2 separate regions of the Mus musculus genome follow, and region 2 is linked to region 1. A link is a contact called in public Hi-C data. All regions are on one chromosome and are shown on one strand. Each heading gives the region's core, a stretch centred on a gene start, on an enhancer-like site or on the middle of the called end of the contact. The rest is flanking DNA. Distances are from core to core; before and after follow the strand shown.

The links. A called contact is a pair of places that touch in the nucleus more often than the background predicts.
Region 2: a contact with region 1 is called in a Hi-C map of the N1E-115 cell line, with 2.2 times the contacts expected there. The contact joins two enhancer-like sites. A contact is called at or near these places in 1 of 484 Hi-C or Micro-C datasets (the N1E-115 cell line) and 2 of 115 datasets of contacts at active chromatin or transcription factors (embryonic fibroblasts and embryonic stem cells).

The regions. Positions count from the first base shown.
Region 1 is chr15:62,957,456-62,961,510 of GRCm38.p6, reverse strand. Gm30113 (a long non-coding RNA gene) reads right to left here. Exons shown (of 3, transcript XR_384131.2): 3 at 3,639-3,711. Among named protein-coding and RNA genes, the nearest start is that of Gm30113, 5.3 kb to the right of the region's middle. Within about 2 kb of position 2,405, at least 10 of the 459 cell types and tissues checked have an H3K27ac peak or open chromatin away from gene starts, as enhancers often do. A contact at or near this core is called in the N1E-115 cell line, where this site is marked.
Region 2 is chr15:63,192,165-63,196,219 of GRCm38.p6, reverse strand. No RefSeq gene overlaps it. Among named protein-coding and RNA genes, the nearest start is that of Gm30159, 49 kb to the right of the region's middle. RefSeq lists an enhancer at 1,432-2,283. Within about 2 kb of position 2,144, at least 20 of the 459 cell types and tissues checked have an H3K27ac peak or open chromatin away from gene starts, as enhancers often do. A contact at or near this core is called in the N1E-115 cell line, where this site is marked.

The sequences.
Region 1 (4,055 bases), core at 1,156-3,655:
GTCTTCTGGCTATCAGGTGACATGAGTCTATTAAGATACTTTATGCATGGCAGCTTCAGCATTGGATCAAAGACAAGATTTCAGAAAATCTCCTATATATGCGGTCTTCAGTTTTCTTGACTCAGTTTATTGTCTTCCCTGACCTTTGTTTTACTATCTCAAACAAGGGATCTATCCATAGGCTTCTCTTATGTGGTATTAAAGGCATGGTCAAAGACACTTTTGAGCCCAGCAGGCTTGTACCACACAATAGAATTGCTACTCAGAGATCATATAGGGGAAGAATCTCAGTAACATACGAGTTTAGTTTGAGTCACAGGCCTATTAGTGCTGAGAGAGTGCAGTGGGTACTGGGGAGGCATCTCATGGCTTGAGTGGAAGACAAAGTTGTGTTAAATCAAAGACAGTGGGAAGAACATAGGGTTAAAAATGCTGATAGACACAGAGCAAATATCAAGGTGAGGAGATAGCAAGGTAATGCTTAACTAGTCAGAGATGTCTAAAAGATAGGTTTTGATTGGTCATTGAAATATATTTCAATTTGGAGAATGAAAGATAGATCATAAAAAGGTTTGGATTCTCTCTTGTGGCTACTGATGACTCTTCTCTTTTGTTTCTCCCTTTGGTAGAAATTTACTATAGTGACAACAGCACTTTGCAATCCTTCCCCCTTGCCAGAAAAATGTATGCAGATTGCATCAGATGTATTGGTTATGTTTGTCTTTGCTGCAACAAAGCACATAATAAGAGGCGACTGAAGGAAGAAAAGATTTTTGTGAGTTCATGGTTTGAGGGGTACAGTCCATTGTGGGAAAGGCATGATGGGAGCATGAGATGGCAGGGATGTAAGGAAAGGTGAATGCTGGTCTCATTCTTCTTTCTCACTCTACTTTTTCAGTCTGGGATCCCACATCCTTGGGTGGAACCAAGCATATTTATGATGATTCTTCTATCAGCTAATCTAGCTGGAAATACCCTTACAAATGAACTCAAAGAATGACTAACTGATGTCCTGTTCCTTCCTTAATCCAATAAAACTGACAACATTACCTAATAGAAATGGATATATGAGATCCACTGATGTCATTCCTTTAGCTTCAAAACTAATCACTAATTCAGTCAGACCTGCCTGGCTTACATTTTGAACATGCTGGGAAAATTGTTGCTATGAGCAGAGATTTGGAGTTGGTCTATACAGGCTCATGGGCAATTATCTACAGGTTGGGATGTTCTTCTGAAAAATTAAAATAATAAATTAGGCTTCCTTGACTGAATTGTAAGTGTTAAGGCCCAGAAAGCAGTGCCCCAAAGTGTGGTACTTTGTTTTACTGAGGATATCAAATTGGAGGATGTTGTATGGAGGCTCAGACCCTCCCTATCCTGTTTCTCTTGCTTCTCTTCCTCTCCTGAAGTGACAATCTAGAATATAATCTTAATCTTCCCCTGATGTTTTTTTTTTTTTTTTGTAGGTGCTTGCTGTCAAGAAAGTCCCCCAGGGAACTTATATAATAATAGGTTATAAGACCTTCATCCCAGAGGGGCTTTGCCACATACCTGGAGAGAGGAATGCGACAAAGACCAAAAGGAATCTCAACAGACTAGTCTCCCATCTCTACCAGTCTGTTGCTTTAAGTCAGAGCCTTCAATCCAGCTATACTTCTGCACAGCTGTCCATTCTCCATCAAACAAGCATAAAAACACACACTCCCCCCTGGTTTATTTGGGATTCATTTCTGAAGGCTTCTGTGTCCCATAACATTTTGATTAACTACATTAGCTATGCTTTTCTCTGACTTGCCTGGTTTTTGTTACAGAAGTGTCAGCCATGGCAATTATGGTGGACAAGCAATGGTAGTGGCCCTTCACGCCCTTGGATAAGCAGTAGGCACTGCTGATGTGCCAGGGAGTAGAGTCAGCATGGTGAGGAGAGGAGTTCTGAGAGAAGGGGTTCTGGGAGTAGCAAAAAGAATGACTTGAAGTCAAGTCATGGATCCCAGCTGATAACCTGTGTTCTGCTTGATACAGTTTTTCCAGTCTGTTTCTCTCTATGTTCTGCTTTCTCTCTGGAATTTCTCTGTCTATATTCTACATGCTTGCTACTATATGAAATCTCTCTACCCATGTCCTACTTGCCATTCTAAGAGACTTATGACCATGTCCTACTTGCTTGTGTGTGTGTGTGTCTGTCTGTCTGTCTGTCTGTCTCTGTTCTCCAAGCAGGTTTCTCTTTTTATCCTAAAAAATTCTCTGGATAACTCATCTCCTTCAAAGCACAGGTCTAATGTCTTTTATTTTACATATCAATCCAATTAAGAGACTGAAAGCATACCTTTTTTCCCTTGACAGCGCAAAAGAATTCAAAGAGCTGCCCTCCTTTGTTAAACACAATTGATAAACTAGTTGGGTGGGACCCTACCCTGAAATTACCATTTCTATTACACCCTGGCCTAACCTTGCTCTGTCCAAGGCTAACCTTGATCTAGGGCATCTGCCTTCTTTGTAACTTTTTGACAAGCTAGCTCACAGTATGCAGGCCTTTGTTCCTTTAGATTCATGAAGCCCCTCATAATTCATAATTGCATCCTTATATTGTGCATAGCAGAAACATTATACATTTTGACCTCATGTATTTAGAGCACTTTCCCATAGCCTCAAGGGCTGTTCTCAAGGTCCTTTTTTTTTTTTTTTTTTTTACCAGTTTGCTAAGACATTAGCCACACCCTTGACTCCTAGACTCCTGCTTTGTCAGATTATCATGGAATCATTAATCTTAACAGAGTGGACATTCCTGGGGGGGATGTGAAAATATGTACATTATTACACAAACAAGCCTTAGTTCCTCAGAAGCCATCTACACTCTTGGAGGCTCACACTGGGCCTCTGTTCCAGGGGCAGAAACCATGTCACTCTGTCCCCACCAGGGCCATGCGGAGATCAGCACTGATGCTTCTCAGAGACTTTGGGGATGTTAACAAGATAAAGTCTACAACAAGACAGCTTGAGTCTCAGTAAGCAAAAAATACTTCAAGGCCCCCGTTCCTTTTTGCCCAAGGAATTAGTTCTTGACTGGATCCTGAAAGATTAGGTCCTGAGTGTGACTGTGGGTTGTCTCTACCCCATGAAGCAGAATCTTCAGTTATGGGTCCCACACAAAAGGCAGACATACTCTAGTCTATGAGTTGGATTCTACCCACTGCCTGTTCATATCTAACCTGAATGAAGAATGTTTTTTGTATTTTTAAGTAACTGGGGAAAGGAGAATGATGTTTAACACCACATAAAAGTGATGTGGGATTCACCTTTACTGTTCAGAGACAGAGCATCATTGGAGCACAGCCACAGTCATTCATTTGCTTGCAGATTGTACACCTGTGCTTAAACAGCTTTAGTGGTAGAACGACAGAGGTAACTGATGGACCATGGCCTGTAGCCTTGAAAGTACATATTGTCTGCTTCCTTATAGAAGTATACTAGCCTCTTCCATACTTAGTGTTGAGGCTCAAAACAAAAACAAAAACAAAAAAGTACCCCCCAAATATGGCACTTTCTAGACCTCACACTGAGAGCATCTGGGAGTAGGAAACATTGCAAACATCTCCAAGGGCCCTGTCTCCATGAAGTCTGTACCTGCCAGACAGGAACATGATTCTCTTCATCCTCTGACTCATGATAGATTCAAAATAGTCTCAACTTCCATCACAGAGGGAGAAACTGAAAATAGAACATAGCACCTATAGTTCTCACGAACTTTGTCACAAGTCTATATCTCAAGCTATTCATTTCTCCTAACAGATTATTTATAATCACTCTAAAGTGTGTGATGACCACCCCTGCCCAGTTCTTTCCCTTTGCATGGGTTATTTAAGCCTTAACCATGTGCCTATTGTTCAATGTCTACCGTTGCAAGGCTCCCATGAATATGTGCTGGTTAACTAAAGCATATATTTCTTCTCTTATTAAGCTGTACCTTGTCACTCTAGTTCAGTAGATTTGGGTATTATAACTCCAGGGCAAGAATCTGAACTCATCTGTATTTTCTTACCCCTTCCCTACTT
Region 2 (4,055 bases), core at 895-3,394, 230 kb before region 1:
GCTGTGTCACTCATGCAGTCCTCTCGCTCACCCTCCCCAGTCTGCTAGCTGACCTGTGCAGACTCATACAAAGCATTTTTAAGTATCTTTTCCAGGAAAGCAGTGTGTGTGTGTGTGTGTGTGTGTTTTCTACCATCTCTGAAGTTAAATACAAATAATTTGACTTTTGACATCAACACATTGTCATTGTTACCTCTGAAATTATGTATCCCAAAAAGTTTTAAGGAAAATTGAGTTGGTTTGTAGGAAACAGAGTAGTCCTTTTGGCTTGTGGACCCAGTAAGATAGAGCCATTGTTTGTTCCTTTCTTCACCCAACTATTAATTGAATATCAATTACATTTCAAGTGCTAGTCATCAATGGAGGTGACTAGAGAATGTCCTTGCTTTCAGGAGCTTTTATTCTTCAGTAGAGATGGATAAATATCCAGTGTTTCTCAACCTTGTTTGAGAATTCCAATCACATAACCACTGCCTTTGAAACCCAGGTTGCAGCCTGGGCATGGTGGTTGAGCATTCAGGTGTCTAAGGCAGGAACGCATGAGTTTGAGGTCTAGCCTAGACAAATAGCAAGTTCTAGGCCAGATTGAGCTACACAGGGAAGACCTTGCTCAAAATGCCAAGTGTATGGGTGAAGCTTCATAGTAGATTACTTGTCTAGCATGCACAATGTTTGATCCCATACCCAGCAAAATCAAGCAAGCAAGCAAACAAACAAACAAACTAACAAAAACGGTATCTGAAACCTGTTCCGGCAGTGTCTATGGTGGTCTTGTAAACAGTTGCGATAATCAAATGAAAGGGAAAATATAGAGTGTATTGCTAACTAATGGATGCATTGTAAGGTTACGTAATAGACAGAAAAAAATGAAAAAACCAGAATTGTACAGTAGTAGATACTGCTATTTTAAGTTGAAATTCCAGAACTTGCCACTTAGCTGAATGAAGGGTGAGGCCTCCACAGACAAGAGGCTTTTGCAGAAGTCTTGGCAGGCAGTACCGAGCCTGGCTCCAGTTCTTCACCTTCTGCACTTTTAGGGTGCCACATGCCTCTCTCACTTCATTTAATCTAGTGTGTGAGCATTTTGGCTTGGTGTTTTAACATTTTGTGGCAGAAATAGAGCCATGTTGATATTTGAAATCCTATAATCCTAGGACTGGGAAATGCCTACCAGATTGTAGTTGAAGCATTTCATAGCAATGAATTCAAGATCTCTCACAGAAACCACACAGGTATAGCTTGTTTCTTTCACCATTTTGGAGACAAAGAAGCAGAAATACAGAAAGATTAAGTAATTTGCATCTGCTCACACAGATAGGATCTTGCAGAACCACTGTCTTAAGTTGTGGGTGGATGGATGGATAGATGGGCAAATGGATGGGTGGACAGGTGTGTAGATGGATGAGATGGCAAGATTCAGCCTCACAGAGCTACCAAATGGCTTCTGTATTTTCAGAGAAATAAACTTCTAGGAGAATGGATTCTAATCAAAACATGTACATGCCATAGTAGATGAGTTAGGATGAAAGGAATGAGTGAGCTAGTCCAGGAGAAAGAATAGCAACTGCACAGAATAGCAGTTTGCTTGTCCAGGTACCAGCCTCCCCCCCCCCCCCGACCCCCCTACTTGAAAGCTGTCCATGCTTATTGGAAGCTGGAGGGCAAGAGAAACCAGATCCAAGAAACCCTTTCCTCTCAGGAGAGGCTGACAAGTTGTGCTTTAATCTAATTAATACATTCAGGAAATGGGCTGAGAGGAATGTGATTATTTAATTGTTCTGTTCAAAGGGTAAAAAAGCAGGCTATTAGTCTGAGGTCTTGACTCCAAGGTTCACTTTAGGTTGTTACCAAGGGGAAGGTTCAGGAACAAGAGTGGCTGATTGATTCTTTCCCTGCTGTTACCCTCATTAATTTACAAAGGTTCATTGTTGTGGTGCTAACTCACAGAGTCTGGAATGAAATGTAAAACAGATTTGAACTGATAAGAATTGTTTTGTATCTGCTATCCAGTAGTGTTTCTTCCCTCTGAGTTCCCTTCTAAAGATTTTCAGGTACATGAATTTCCAGTCTGATTATAATGAACTCATTTTCCACATGACAAAAATTATGTCTAATGATTAAACAGCAAGCAGGAAGTAGACTCTTGACATTTGACATTTCATTTCCAGTCCAGCATAAACTTGGCTGCCTCCGGACTTTCCCTATGGCTAGAGTAAAAAGAGTCAGGTCAAGTTTCCCTTCTGGGAAACAGGGAAAATAAGATGCAAATCTGAGCATCTTACCCAAAACAAACCTCATTCACATAGTGGTAATAGTGTGTGTGTGTGTGTCTGCCTGTCTGCCTGTCTGTCTGTGTACATGCATGTGTCTATGTGTATATGTGTCTGTATGTTTGTGTGTGTGTGTCTGTATATGTGTCTGTGTGTATGTCTGGGTCTGTATGTCTGTGTGTGTGTGTCTGTCTCTGTATCTGTGTATTTGTCTGTGTGTGTGTGTGTGTGTGTGTGTGTGACTGTGTGTGTGTCTGTGTGAGTGTCGGTATGTCTGAATGTGTATATGTATATATGTGTGTCTGTGTGTGTTTGTGTGTATGTGTCTCTGTCTGTGTAGGTGTGTGTGTGTTTGTTTGTTTGTGTATGTATATCTATTTCTGTGTCTATGTGTCTGTATGTCTGTGTGTGTATCTGGGTGTCTGTGTCTGGGTGTCTATGTCTCTCTGTGTGTCTGTATCTGTGTGTCTTTGTGTCTGTGTGTTTGTTTATGCATCTGTGTCTGTATGTCTGTGTCTGTGTCCATGACTTTATAGGTGTGGTGCAGAAACCAACACTGAGTCTCTTCCTTGATCACTTTCTATCTTATTTATTATTATTTTTTGTGATATGTCTTCCATAGAAGTAGACTTCTCTGTGATGCCAGCACACGGCTTCTGGTTTCTCATTAAGTGGATATTTGCCAGATTCCTTTCTTACCTTTAACTTGTCTTCAGTTTGATGAATCTTCTCTGGCTCCCTTGAGCAAAGTACTCAACAACTAATTGTGATGTCTCAGCTCCTCCATTAATGCCCACCACATTTTATCATAATTGCTTAACTAAGTGCATATTTTATGTAATTATCTGTATGTTCTTCATTGGGTTGTGAGCTTCTGAATGCAGGTGAGTCAATCACATCTTAAGGAATCTAAAACAAATTGCTACTGTGTTATAGAAATCATTTAATCTCAAATGGAGTTTTCTATCCAGCCTTTGATCACTTAATTCCCAGATAAAAGATACACAGTCTTTATATTTACTTATAAGCCTTAATCAGCACTTGATTTGGGTAGGTATCTACCTTGAAATCTATTAGAATCTATTTCTCCATCAATAATCCCAAATTATAATTTGCCACGTTCTCTCTGAGCAGCTCTTAACTCAAAGCCAGCCCTCATGGCCATGTATTCATAACTCATCTAACCCATGGAGTCTCTCCTTTCTCTACCTTCCTCTCTCCCCTCTCATGATCTCCTTTGACTCCAAGCTCAGGAACCCAAAAACCCTGCCTATTTCTCTTCTGCCCATCTATCAACTATAAGCATCTTTATTCACCAATGGGGAATAACTTGGGGGACAGCACTTGTGTATTTACAAATTCTGTCATCCCTGAAGACAACCAGGCCTTGAGGACCAGTAGTTAGCATTATCATACATAGCAAATGACCAAACCTCAACACGACTGAAACCAAATTTATAAGTAAAAAAATGAGTGACTAGTTCATCACATACGTTTGCGATGATCAAATCATATATCAAATGGGGCCCAGAGACCCCCTATGCTGGAGGTGACCTCAAAACCTCACCTATGAAGACTAGCTTTCATGGTACCAGAAGGTGCCATGCAAACTTCCAAAGAAGGGAAGTATTCCGGAAGAGCTTCTGGTCATGCTTAGGCAGCCATGTAGGTGAGACTTTATGAGTACATAAACAAATATTTCTACCCAAGTATGACACATATGAATCACATTAATGACCACCAAGATAACCCTCAGGGTGCAGTAGTGGCATACATTCTTTGGTA